Linked DNA regions of Capra hircus: region 1 is linked to region 2. The links are chromatin contacts, called in public Hi-C maps. All regions are on one chromosome and are shown on one strand. Each heading gives the region's core, a stretch centred on a gene start, on an enhancer-like site or on the middle of the called end of the contact. The rest is flanking DNA. Distances are from core to core; before and after follow the strand shown. Region 1 has its middle 55 kb from the start of RUNX3. Region 2 has its middle 91 kb from the start of CLIC4.

Evidence for each region. Hi-C and Micro-C count contacts between places; a contact is called where the count stands out from the background.
Region 1: a Hi-C map of blood shows a contact between it and region 2, with 3 times the contacts expected there. The contact joins two enhancer-like sites. A contact is called at or near these places in 2 of 5 Hi-C or Micro-C datasets (both in blood).

Annotation. Positions count from the first base shown.
Region 1 is chr2:8,000,918-8,007,363 of ARS1.2, forward strand. No RefSeq gene overlaps it. Among named protein-coding and RNA genes, the nearest start is that of RUNX3, 55 kb to the left of the region's middle. Within about 2 kb of position 3,919, at least 2 of the 5 cell types and tissues checked have an H3K27ac peak or open chromatin away from gene starts, as enhancers often do.
Region 2 is chr2:7,838,820-7,845,538 of ARS1.2, forward strand. No RefSeq gene overlaps it. Among named protein-coding and RNA genes, the nearest start is that of CLIC4, 91 kb to the left of the region's middle. Within about 2 kb of position 1,927, at least 1 of the 5 cell types and tissues checked has an H3K27ac peak or open chromatin away from gene starts, as enhancers often do.

The DNA.
Region 1 (6,446 bases), core at 2,669-5,168, 160 kb after region 2:
TGCAGGAGATGTATGAGAAGATTTTGGCACAGAGTCTAGCAAGTGGAAAGGGTCAGCAGGTCAGAGCTGAACAGGCTACCTTTGTGTGGGCTTCCTGGGCTTTCCTCAGCTCAGTGGTGATAGATTACGGTAATGCCCTTTTCTTCCCTTTCTCAGGGGGGAAGAAGGCCTAAACAGGGCAAGCTCCTTGCCAACACAATGGGGGCACCAGAGCCCCGGGTCCCCCCACCTTTATTCTTCTCTGCATGGAAGCCACCAGAATCCGCTGTTACCCTCTCTGAGCATCAGTTTACTCCTCTGTAAGAGGAGAGAGAGGGGCCAGGGGGACAACCCCCAAACCCACACAGCATTGCCCACCCAGCTACTGAAGGGGCAGGAGTGTGCTGGCGTGGGAGGTCACGGCTGGATGGCAGGCTTTGAGAAACCTCTGGAATGAGGGTTTAAAAGTTTGGGGATCATTTTTGCTACAAGGGCCCCACTTCTGCCCTCCTTTCTTTTCATGACTTTTCACCAACTGTTTCTTCCCTTAATCCAAACCATTGTTTTTCCAGGGTGAGATTTAAATCAAAGCCACATGGCTCCCCCAATGCACACCCCCTTGCCAAATGGAAGCGTGATCTGGAGGAACAATAATCACCCTGCTGAAGGGGATTCTGAACTCTCCATGGGGACCACCAGGCAATGGGAAGATCTGGGGGGCTTCGAGTTGGCCTGACTAGGGTAAGCACAGAAGTTTCTAGGCCCGATGTGGCTCAGACCCAGAATCACGGAGGGACCACAGTTCTGCCATTAAGAAGATGAGCCCTTTCCTGAGTCCGAGGCCTCCATCTCTTTAGCTGTGAGTGTATGAGATGGTGCCCAGCCCCTGAGGCCCCTTTTGGAGAGGGGAGGTTCACAAGGTCAGCCCTGCAAGGCTTGGCCATTTATAGGCGACTTGAAGTGTGACAGCAGTGTGGCCTAGTGGGTAAGACATCTGGATATGGAGTCTGGTTCATGTCTGATTCTCAGCTGCTTGCTGTGTGACCCTGGACAAGTTCCTTAACTTCTCTGAGCTTCCGTTTCTTCATCAGTAGAATGGGGTGCTTGCCAGACCTTTCTGTTGGTGAAGTGCCAAGTACCTGCTGCACAGTACAGCTCACAACAGCAGTTCAGGGAGGCGCAGAAGTGAAAGGGAGTCTCACAGAGGAAGAGGAGAGACTCCAGGCGTGGTATCAGGGGAGGGCAGGGGGTGCAGACAGCAGGCAGGGTGGGGCCGGGGAGGCAGGGGAATCTAGGCACCTGGCTCCTGACAGAGTGAAGGCCCGGGAGGGGAGGCTCACAGGACTCTGGAGGGGACAGGCTGTTTGTTCTATGCGGGTGGTGCAGGTGGGGAGCATGGGAGGGGGTCTGTGAGGGGGGTTGGGGGGAGGCGGAGGCCTAGCCAGTCCCCAGGGGCCGCTCTCCAGGGGCTTCCCCAGGCCTGGCCTCAGTTTTGCATAGTCTGGCTCTCCCAGGTGGGCCCATTACTTGGAGTCTCAGGGGAAGGGCGAGGTCAGGAGAATAAGGGGCACCCACCTACCCCACCCCCCACACAAAGAACTAACCACATAAGGCCTGGACACCTGTGGGCTGAGCACACTCGTACACATGGGCCCATGCGTCCAGGCACACAGACTAAGACATACATGCAAATATACACACGCTAGACCCGTATGCAAAACCTAGACCCAGACAGGCCCATGCCCAGACCCACATTTCCACAATGGTTCAAACCCACATACAGGAGTGAGCATGCAGGCCCACACACAGACACACGCATGTGCACACACACGCGTGCTGAGAGAAGGCAGCTCTCTCTCTAACCCGGTATTCCCTCTGCCAACGCAAGCGGGTCACCCACCACGTAGCAGGTGCTGCGTCAGGCCCTGGACGCAGAGACCAGCCCCCACTCCTGGAACTCACAGGCTAGTGAGAAACCAGTCAGTTGAAGTAAGGGTCGCTCTTCACACGATCAGGTGATTGTGTTCATTTAATCTTCACAATGACCTTCTGGAGTTGGGGTATCTGCCCGAAGGAAACGGAGGTCTGGAGGGGGTGTGGCCTGCCCGAGGAAGGCCTTGGGGAGGTTGAAGAGGCCCTCTGCTTCCTCACTGTGACCTCGATACAGACCAGAGAGGCGCTCGGGACACACCCCACCAGCGGGGTGGCATCGGGCCTGCAGGGGGCCCCCCTGCCAGCCACTGCTATTAAAACTGTGGGCTTTCAACCACCCACTCTCTCCCCACTCCTGTCTGCTCCTGCTGGAAGAAATGATTTCGCCCATTTTACAGAAGAGGACACAGAGTCCCTGAGAGGACCAGTGGCCTTAGAAGGCGGGCCCCGTGTGCCAGACCAAAACGATTCCTGCTCACCTGAGGGCTCCAGTTGCCTCAGACCCCCTGGTTGGCCAAGGGCTCCTCCCTGACCCTGGCTGGACATAGCGCAGGCACAGGGGTGGGATAGGTTGGCAGGCCAGCCCCTAACCACCAGGCAGCCCAGCCTGTGAGCTTCTGGTTGCTTTCCAAATTCCCTAGAGAGGTGCCACCAGGCTTCCTGAGTATTAGGACAAGAGCGAGCAGACACTTGGGGCTCAGATACTGTCCCCCACTTTTCCCGGCAAGAGGAAGGTGTGGGGGACATCCTTTCATTCAGCTCCTGACTCAGTGATGCATCCCTTCTGGGATCCCTTGGGGCTGGACCCCACGTGCAGGCCAAGGTCGGTGCAAGAGGGGAAGGCTGTAGCCTCACCTGAGCCTCCCATTAGAAGCCCTTGCAAATCACCCTCCAGGGCACACGTGCCCTGGAGCCACTCGAAATCTGTCCCACAGCCTCTCTGCCATCTGATCAGTTAGAGGAATCTTATAAAATGCAGATTCCTGGGCACTTTCCCAATCCGCTGAATCGTAGTTTCAGGGCTAGAGGCCTAGAATCGGTATTTTTGCAAAGCCTAGAGCTCTGGCTGAGAACCCCTGGCCCTGGGCCCCTGCTGACTGCTACTTGTTATGTTTGTGATTCTAGCTGGGTGTCGTCTTATTTCATCCTGGGTCCCTCCAAAGGATGCTCAATAAATGTGTGATGGTGCCATCAGTGGGCTGCCCAGGGTTGTAGGCCCCTGGAGGGGTGTAGCTGAGGTCTCCACTGGTGGCCATGGGCAAGTCACCGCCTCTCTGGGCCTTGGCTCTGCTAGTCTTTAAGGGCTGACTCTTCCTGAGCCACTGCTGGCCCACAAGGGCTGTCTGAACACCAGGAGGAGATGTTCCTCCCAGCCTGGGAGGGACTCAGACAGACTGCCCAGGCCTCTCTGGATTTCCCCCCTTTATCTTCTGAAAAAGGAGCCCAAGCCAAAGGGGCGCCCTGAGCTAACCTGATCTCTGCGTCCTTCCTAACCTAAGTGGGGGAGAAACCTTTGTCAGCCCCTGAACCCCCAGCCTGGGCCTGAGCACTGAGCCGGAGAGGGGGAAGGACCCCCACCCCTCCTCCCCCCGCATGGGGAGGCCGAGATGGTGGGCGAGGAGCAGGTGCAGAGGTTTCCACTTCTTAGAATTCCTGCGAGGCCTGGGGGGTGAGCTCACTTACGGGAAAGGGGGATGGGGGGCTCGCTCTTCTCACCCGGCCTGGCTGGGGGGGGTGCAGCAAGTGCGTCAGCAGCCCCGGCTCCTGGCCTGCCTCCGGAAACGCCGCCCGGGGCTCAGTCACGAACCGGGCGGGCGGCGGGGGGGCAGCTGGAGCTCAAGGAGGGGAGTCAGGTGACTTGCAAGGAAGCTTGAGTGGGGGCCGGGAGGCTGCACCGGGGTGCAGGGGGAGGTCAACTTCCCCCTTCCCGGGCCTGTACCCCCACGCCCATTGCCTGGCGGGATGTCTCTCCAGCTGTCTGTCTGTCCACTGTTCCCTGCCCCCACCACCACGCCACCGTCCCACCACGAGCTCTGGACCTCTGCTGGGTTCCCCTGGTGCCCATGAGGCCTTGCGTTCCCAGCAACCATCAGTCTTGGGGTGCAGGGTGGGAGGGAGTCGCTTCGGGCCAGGGTCCCGCGGAGTGGAGGGGTGAAGACCCCAGCCCAGGGCCCGAGGGCAGGAGAACCCTGCCTCCCGACCTCCCATCCCCCACTCCTCTGCAGCTATTTAAAGCAAGTGGTGGCCGTGGGAAACTTCTTCAGATGTGTGGTTTCGTCTTCTTCAGCACAGGGACCGGGCGTCTGCTCTCTCGGTCTGGTGACTCATCCTGAGTGAGAAAAGCCTTTTTGTTGTTTGGCGCTCGCTCGAGGCTCTCTGGTCTGAGAACCTGGCCCGATGGGGCCTTCCCTCGCTGGGACTCCTGGAAGGTCCTGGAAGTGCCCTGAGCTGCCCCTTTGTCCCGTTGTCACCAGACTCAGGAAGCCCAAGGGCTGAAATGCTCAGCTGCGGTTGGGGGGCTGCCTGGCTGGGAGGGTGCCCATCCTCAAGACTCATCACAGCCACCACCTCCTCCAAGAAGCTGCCTCCGAGCCCTCTGAAACCTCAACCAGTCTCCCCCTTAGTGACTCGGGCCTCTGCCCTCAGTCTTCTCATCTCTGAAATGGGCCCATTGAGTCCAAGCTTGGATCCTGCAGGAAGATTAACTGCAGAACCTGTAGCATGGTGTCTGACACGCAGCAGGTGCTCCGTGGACGGGGTTTATGGTTAGGGAGAGTTGCTAACGTTGGGTGCTTCTGTTACCTGAGTGATTGCATTTAATTTTCCCAGCAACCCCAGGAAGTCCTTTCCTGTCAATAGTATTATCTCGTTTTACAGAGGAAGAAACTGAGGCATAGGGAGTTGAGTTATTTCCTCATTGTCTCACATCTCGTAAGTGCAAAGTGAGATTCAAACCTACGTGATGTGGCCCCAGAACCCGAGCGGGTAACACTGGGCCAGCCTGTCTCAGGAGCTTGGCACCTCGTGGCTGCTGAAGAGTTGGATTCCAGGGACTTCCCCTGTGGCCCACTGGTTAAGAATCTGCCTTTCAATGCAGGGGATGTGGGTTCGATCCCCAGTCAGGGAACTAAGATCTCACACACTGCAGAGCAATGCCTGAGCAACTCGTACACTCTGGAGCCTGTGTGCCACAGCTAAGACCCTACTAAGCCAAATAAATCAATAAATATGCAAAAAAAAAAAAAAAAAAAGGATCTGGACCCCAGGAACTATGGAGAGCACGCCCCTTCTGCTCAGAATCTTTGCATATGCAGTTTTCCTCTGCCTGAGCACTGCCTGGCCCCCAACTACCACTTGCCTAACCCTATCCTCCTCAAACTTGAGACCTGAGCTTGAAGGTCACTTCCTCCTGGAGCCTTCCAGGATTGGCTCTGTACATGCCCTCACAATGCCCTCACGCTCTGCATGCTCATCGTAATTGCTTAAATCACGGTTTGCACAATTTTCTGCCTGGGTGTCTGTCCACACTGTGACTGTCCCCAGGGTAGGGACGAGTCTGGCCCCTCATGGCTGCAACCCCAGGCGGGCACAGTACCTGGCACATGGTAGGTTTCCAAGGCTGTGGACTGAATAAGTGCCACCAAGGCAGCCAGAGGCTGGGAGAAGTGTGGAGCAGCAGTCACTCGGAAAGTTTTCCAGGAACTTCCCCTCTCGCCTTTGGTGACCTCTGGGAAAGGCAGGCCCTGGGACCTGCTGCTCAGGGAGGGTTTAGGGGTGACAGGAGGGTCCCAGAGGGGTCAGGCAGAGGACCACTTTCCACAGACAGCAAGTGGCCAGCCCTCTGTAGCTGTGGAAGCCCTGGCTATTTGCTTACTACGACCCTGGAGCTTCGTGAGGGGTAAAAGGGAAGGAGGGTGTCCTGTATGCCCACTCTGGTAGCAGCTGAGGTCCCATGAGATAGGAGGGCTCAGCTCTATCCTTGGGGGCCCAGAGGGCTCGGGCTGATGGTGCTCAGCACAGGTAGGGTTGGGGACAGAGAGAAGTTCCAGGCCAGAGAGGAGCACCCGGTCTTGGATCCCTGGAAAATGGAGGGGGCTGGGGGCCCCTGAGAGATGGATCTGAACTGTCCTGGTGGAAGAGGCAGTATTCCGGTCTGGTGATGTCTGGCAGGTGCCCTGGGTGCTGCCACGAACACTGAAAGCTGTGGCCTCAGACCCAGACCCAGCAGCCATGCCAGCGGGGGACAGCTTATCTGACCGCAGGAGTGCTGTGCCAGCAAAGGGGCCCTCTCTGTGCTCGTGGAAGGGGGCATCATCACACCAGCAGGGGCAAGGCTGTGATTATCGGGTGTAGCCCCACCAGCAGGGAGCAGGGGAGGAACGGAAGACGAACCATGGAAGAAGCCACGACCACCACCCACCTGGTAGGAACGGCGCAGAGGACCAGCAGGAGCCGCGAGGCGGACCCCAAACGCAGACGTTCCCTTTGGCATCAAGTGCTGTGAATACCCCCACGGGGGCCTGGGCCTTGGGAGC
Region 2 (6,719 bases), core at 677-3,176:
TTGACATTGGAACATTACATCTGACAGCTGCAGAATGCACATTCTGTTCAGGTGCACACAGAGGTTTTAGCAGGGCAGTCCATATGCTGGCCCAGAAAGCAAGCCTCCACACATGTCAAAGGAGTGGCATCATACAAAATAAGTTCTCCCACTGCAGTGGAACCGAACAAAAATTGGCTTGGTTGCAAGACAGCAAGAGGGCTTCCCTGGGGGCTCCGTGGTAAAGTCTGTCACTGAGAGAGACACAGGTTCGACCCCTGCTGGGGGAAGATTTATTTATTTATTTCCGCCCCCTGCCCCCCCCCCCACTCCCCGCCCCGCAGCGGAGCAACTAAGTGAGTCTGTGCTCTAGAGCCCAGGAACCGCAACTCTTGAAGCTTGCCTGCCACCCCCACCCTCCCGCCAGAGCCTGTGCTCCACAACAAGACAAGTCAGGGCAATGAGAAACCCTTCCACCACAACTAGAGAGTAGCCCCCCTTCTCCACAACTGGAGAAAGCCTGAGCAGCAAGGAGGATCCAGCACGGCCAAAAATAAATAAAATTTTATATATAGACAGCAAGAAAACCCCCAAAATAAGGAACCAGTTACAGCAAGTTCAACAAGCCTTCACCCTACAGTGAAATTTAAACAATTTAACAGACATATGTGCACTAAGTCGGTCTTCCCTACCACCTTGTGGGGTGGAGACTATGATTCCCATTTTATGAATGAGGAAACTGAAGCACAGGGAACTTGCTCAAGGTCACACAGCTAGGAAGCGACAGCAAAATCAGAGGCCCGGAGCGGTGCTCTGCAGTCTTAGAAGTGCTTCTATATTTTTCTCAGTAGGGTGGGCTTGGCCCCGACTTCTGGACTGCCAAGGTAATGGGTTGCCAGGGTCTTCCCGGTCGCTCAAACGGGTAAGCAATCTGCCTGCAACGCAGGAGACTCGGGTTCCATCCCTGGGTCAGGAAGATCCTCTGGAGAAGGGAATGGCAGTCCAGTCTAGTATTTCTGCATGGAGAATCCCCACGGACAGAGAAGCCTGGCGGGCTTCAGCCCGTGGGGTCGCAAAGAGCTGGACACGACTGAGCGACTAAATGCTACTAGGTAAGCAGAGCCCAGCTGGAGCAAACCTGGCCCTGGGATTCTTTCTCTGCGGTGTCTGGCAGGGAGCCGAAGACAGAGGATCCAGGCCCAGGCAAGCCCCGTATCCGCCGCCCCCACCCCCAACCCCGCCCCGGGGACTTCCCCACCCAGGGCCTTTACCATCTAAGACTGGAGGCGGGAGTAGAAAGGGACGGCAGAGGATGAGATGGTTGGATGGCATCACCAACTCCATGGACATGAGTTTGGGTAAACTCCGGGAGCTGGCGATGGACAGGGAGGCCTGGCGTGCTGCAGTCCGTGGGGTCGCAAAGATCGGACACGACTGAGCGACTGAACTGAACTGTGAACTGAACTGCGGAGGAGGCGGTGGCCGCGCCCTGGTCCCCGCAGCCCGGCCGGGTCTCCGGGCCCGTCGCTCCGAACGACCGGCAGGGGGCGCAGGCTCCCCGGCCTTTCGGCCGGGCCGCCGCGCGCCCGCAGGGGCCGTGACAGCTGCAGGACCTCGTCGGTTTGGGGAGCCGGCAGCTCGGCTCAGCCGCGTCGAGGGCTTCCTTCCTCTTTTATCAGATCTGTCAGGGCTGCCGCTCTGTGAAGGCGCCTCCGGCCTCTTCCCTCCTTCCTGTGGCGAACAGACGCGCCCCGCGCCGCCGCTCGTCTCCGCCCCCGCCGCCCGCCGCGGGCCCCGCGGGCCCTGCTCGCACCCTTTTCGGGGAGGAGGGCCGGGGGGTGCGGGACCCTGCTTTGAGGTCAGGTCTCCGGGGGGCTCTGGTTTGCCCCCCTGCCCCCCGGCCCGGGGCCGCCCGCGGAGCCGCTTCTTGCAGCTCTTTGCGCACTTCTGCACGCGCTGGGCCCGCGGCGGCTGGAGGAAGCGCCTCGGAAGCGAAACTCTTGGCAGGTTCGGGGGCAGCTGGGACGCGGGGGCCGGGATGCAGCCGACGTTAAGGCCCGGGCCTCCTCCCAGCTTCGCCCTCGCGCCGGGGGCGGGCCCCCTACTCCTGGGTCCAGCTCCCCCAAGGTGCCCCGCCCGCGTGCCTCCGCGAGGGGGCTCCCCTCGCTGAACTTGACCCTGACCCCCGGGAGGACGGCCCCCGCCTGAGAGACGGCCTCGGAGGGGGGACTGTCCTCAAGGGAGGCGAGCTGCCTTTGGGACGGCCATTGGGGGCGGAGGGCGGGGGTGGAAAGAAAAAGCCAGCCACCCATTTCTGATCTCATTTCTTATAAGAAATGAACCTGCTTCCGTTCCTTCCAGTGTTTCTTCGTTCTCCGATTTCCTCAGTCAAAGAAGAATAAATGCTTTTCCTTAAACACCATGTGCCCGACTTGAGCCCATGGACTTGTAGCCCACCGGGCTCCTCTGTCCGTGGAATTCTCTAGGCAAAAATACTGAAGTGGGTAGTCATTCCCTCCTCCAGGGTATCTTCCCAACCCAGGGATTGAACCTAGGTCTCCCGCATTGCAGGCGGACTCTTCCCCTCCTGAGCCAACAGGGAAGCCCCTGCCAATTACCCGACTTTATATACGTATAGGTATAAATATATTTTTAATATAAGTAACTGTTTCATATTTTCAGCTTGTCAACAGTCTCTTGGAGTATTAACCCCATTTTAAAGATAAGAAACATTGAGCATCCAGAGTTTCAGTAATTGGCCCAAGCTCATGCAGTAAAGAACGGATGGAGGCCATCCGGCTCCAGAGCCCTGGGTTCTGGGCTGTCACCTCTCCAGTGTTGGAAGGAGCTCCAGTTGGGGACACCAGAAGGCTGATTCGGTGGCACTGTGGTGGAGCAGCCCTGAGCTTCCCACTGGACTTTTCTCGTGACGAGTTTGGGAGTTCCTGGCTACACCATGCCCAGCTCCAGTCTCTGAAGTGCATGCAAGTGTGGACAAAGCAAGCGGAGCTCAGAGCTCTAATACCAAGAACCAAGCTTCAGGGCCGGCTCTCCATTTCTGTGTGATCGGGAGAGTCCTGGTTGATAAGAAGGGACTCTGGAAGTCCGGGAGAGCTGGAGGGACCTCCCCAGCTCTTGGGCTCAGAGACAGAGATGCAACACCCTGCTGTCTGCAGAGGTCACTCTAAACCAGCGAAACCACCCTGCTATGGATGAATGGGAGAATTCTGGACCGAGGAGGGGCAAGAGAAGAAAAGCCCAGGATCCTCTCCATTCTCTGCCCTCACTGGAAACAGTGACATTTCAGTGAGTCATCTCATTCTCTGAAGTCACTGACTGCAAGAGGAATTGTTGCTTATCTCTACAGATGCTCCAGGAATCCCAGGGTCCTTGCCAGAACCTTAAGGTTGCCTAATTTAATTAAGATTGACGATAAAGACAAAAATGTCAATGAAGTGGAGCCCAGCTCACGGGTGCACATTATTGATTTGCTTTATCAATAGAGGGTGCTTTGCTTTTTTTTTTTTATTATAAGAAAAATTCTACCATGTTCTGAAGTTCCCTTTCACCTTGGTATTCCAAACCAACTTTCACTATCAGATGCTTTTTAGAAATCCTAGTGACAGCAAGCTGGAAGTACTCCAGCACCTTTGGTTCACCCATGAGTGAACTAAGGATGAGTGACTTGCCCAGGGTCCCGTAGGTAGTTACCTGCAACATGAGGGCTCCTAGGACAGTGCTTTCAGGACCAGACAGCAGCTTTGGCATAAACACCTGATGGCTTCTGGGTTGGGGCAGAGTTGCCACTAGAATCCCTTTTTCATCTCCTTGTTCTTGGCTTTCAGGGAGTTCTACTTCAGGGGGCTTGGGTTTAACAGTCTTTGGCATCCTGAATCTTTATCTCATATGAAAAACACTTAACTGTATGATATGCTCCATTCATTTAAAAATAACATTTGGAGCTCCACCTGGGTTCAAGGCACTGGCTGGATGTGAATAAATGGAGACACATGATTTCTGCCTTCTGAGACCTTCCAGGGTCACAAGGGAGAAAGACATATACACAAATAACTAGGCAATAAAAGCAGAAAGTGAGAAATAATTCACAAGAGTCTTAAAAGCATTATTCACTCATTTGCTCACGAATATTTGTTGAACCTATGAGTCAATTCATAAAGGGAACAATTGCTTTTCACTAGGAAAATCGACTGTATCAAGGAGAATATTTTTTTTTTTTTACAGATTTTAACTACTTAAGTGATTATCAAAGTAATTCTGCACACTGAAGACATTTTGGAAAGCACGGAAAATGGTAAAGAAGCACATATGAAAACTTCCCCTAAGCTCCCCAGCCAGAGATAATCCATGTGTGGTATGTTTTCCCTTCTATTGGCTAAAATTTTTTTTCTTTAAGAGATTGAGAGCTTACTTCCCACTGCAAACCTATTACCTCATAAGCATTTCCCCACATCGTTTGGAACCCTTGACTGTTATAAGGTTTTTTTACCCAGTGCTTTTAGTCACATGGACGTACGGTAATTGCCTCACCCGCTCCCCAGCTGTAGGTCACTTAGGTTCTTTCCAGCTTTTCGTTATAGCCTGTTCACATTGCAGCAGACATCTCTACGTACATCCATCTTCAGCCGCATGTCAACTTTTAGATTTCGGAGAAAATAATCAGAAATATGAGTCAAAAGTACAAACATCTCAAGAAGATTGATAAATATCACCAAATTATTTGCTGAAAAGTTTCTAAAGAAACAGTAAAAAAAAAAAAAAATGTGAACAAAGTAGGAACATTTTTCAGGCTTTTGATAAAGATCACCGAGCGGCTTGCCAGAAATAGCTCATGAATTTATACGCCCCAGTGCCTACTCGAATGCTATCCCTCTGTGCTTCGGTTAGCAGGGAGCAGTGTCTTTGATAAGTTAATCTATCTTATTGCTATTTGCATTTCTTTGACCTTTAGAGAGATCGAGCATTCCTTCTGCCTCCAAGTGTTTGTTAGCCTCTTATATTTGCTTTTTATTAAGCCACTTGCCCTTTTATCCGTGAGCATCTTTGTATATGTATCTTCAAAACTGATTTATGTGGGTTCTTTATAAAGTAAGGGTCCTCACCATCTGTCTGTGGTATTTGTTGCTAACATTTTCCCCCAGTTGTTTGTCTTTTAATTTTGCTTGATTTTCTTAATCGCACCGGAATTTCTTGTTTTTATGTAGCGTGGGACTGTCAAGCATTTCCTCTGTGGTTTCTTCCACAGCTTTGAAGCTTAGAAAACCCTTCCCCATGTAAAGATCATTTGGTGAAGGGAGTTCCCAGGTGATAGATACAGTGGGCCCTTGGCCAGGTGGCCGGAGGTGACACAGTGTGGGGTGCCTGGGTTGGATTTGTTACTTTTTACTGTGTTGGGCCAGATCAGGGACACTTTTTAAGGTTGTGCTGGGGGTTAGGAGGGGGAATCCACTGACCGTTTTTGACCTGGGAGAGAGCATACAGGAGTGTGCCAGAGTCTGTGTCTTCAGGATGCTACCGAATACTGTAATGTGTGCTTTCTACTGAGAACAATGTGGAACCTGTTCTGGAAAGCTGGTATGGGAAATCCAAAATTTATAGCGCAGTGAAATTGGAGAATTTTCTCCTCTGTCTTCTGAGCCTGCAGCTGTTTGGGGATTCGAAGGTGATATTTCTGATGCTATCACTATCAGCACTGGAAGGTGATATTTCTGATGCTATCACTATCAGCACTGGAAGGGTTCCTCCAGGCCCGCCAATTTCCTTACTTCTCAGCAAATTAATACCTGCTGCCCTGTTTGCCCACAACGTTGCCGACACCTCCTGTCCACCTGGCCTGGCTTCTCTCCACGAACAGCCGGACGGTAAACGTTGAGCGCGGGCGCCCACTTTTCTGCTCAATGAGGACGGCAGTTTCAATAACTGATTCTGCTAGAGAAACCGCGCTTGAACAACTGGTGAAATCTCTGGGAAGGCGTTATTCTGGGTGGTCAAATTTGGGGTGAATAAAAAGCTTACTCTTTACAGGATCGTGTTTTAGTTTCTGGTTAGACCTCCTGTGAAAATGTATTATACCTCTCGGCCCTTTATTCATTCTCTATGACAAGACAGTCTAATATATTCCTAAATGAAATACTTAAAAGATTTTTAAGTTGCCCAGAACCCCTGCCTCGCAACACAAACATTTCATCTTTTTTCCATCTTGCCTTCTATATGTGTGTTTTACAGGACTGCAAATCATTGTACAGGCTCTCCTGAAGTTCTTCCCTTTTCATGGCCCAGAACCTCATTTTCGGTCTCTAGATTTCAAACAGTATCCATACAGTGATCATTTAGAGATATTTCATGTTGAAATATAGTGTGCATACAGACTACAGCATGCATCATAAATGTACAGCTTGAAGAGTTTTTACAAAAGAAGCATACCCGTGATCTAAACTACACAGCCCCCAGTCTATGGCCATACCACCCTGAACGTGGCCGATCTTGTCTAAACTACATGGCCCCCAGCCCAAGAAGTGAAGCGTTATCAGCACTTGGAGGCCCCCTGCTAACTGGTCCCGGTGGCGACCACGCTTCCCCTCCCAGAAAAGAACCACTATGCAGACAGCAAAGATTAACTTTGCGTGTTTAGGATCTTTGTGCCTATAAAATCACAGAGAATGTCCTCTTTGGTATCTGGCTTCTTCGGCTTAACACTGTGTTTGTGAAATTCATCGTGTTTG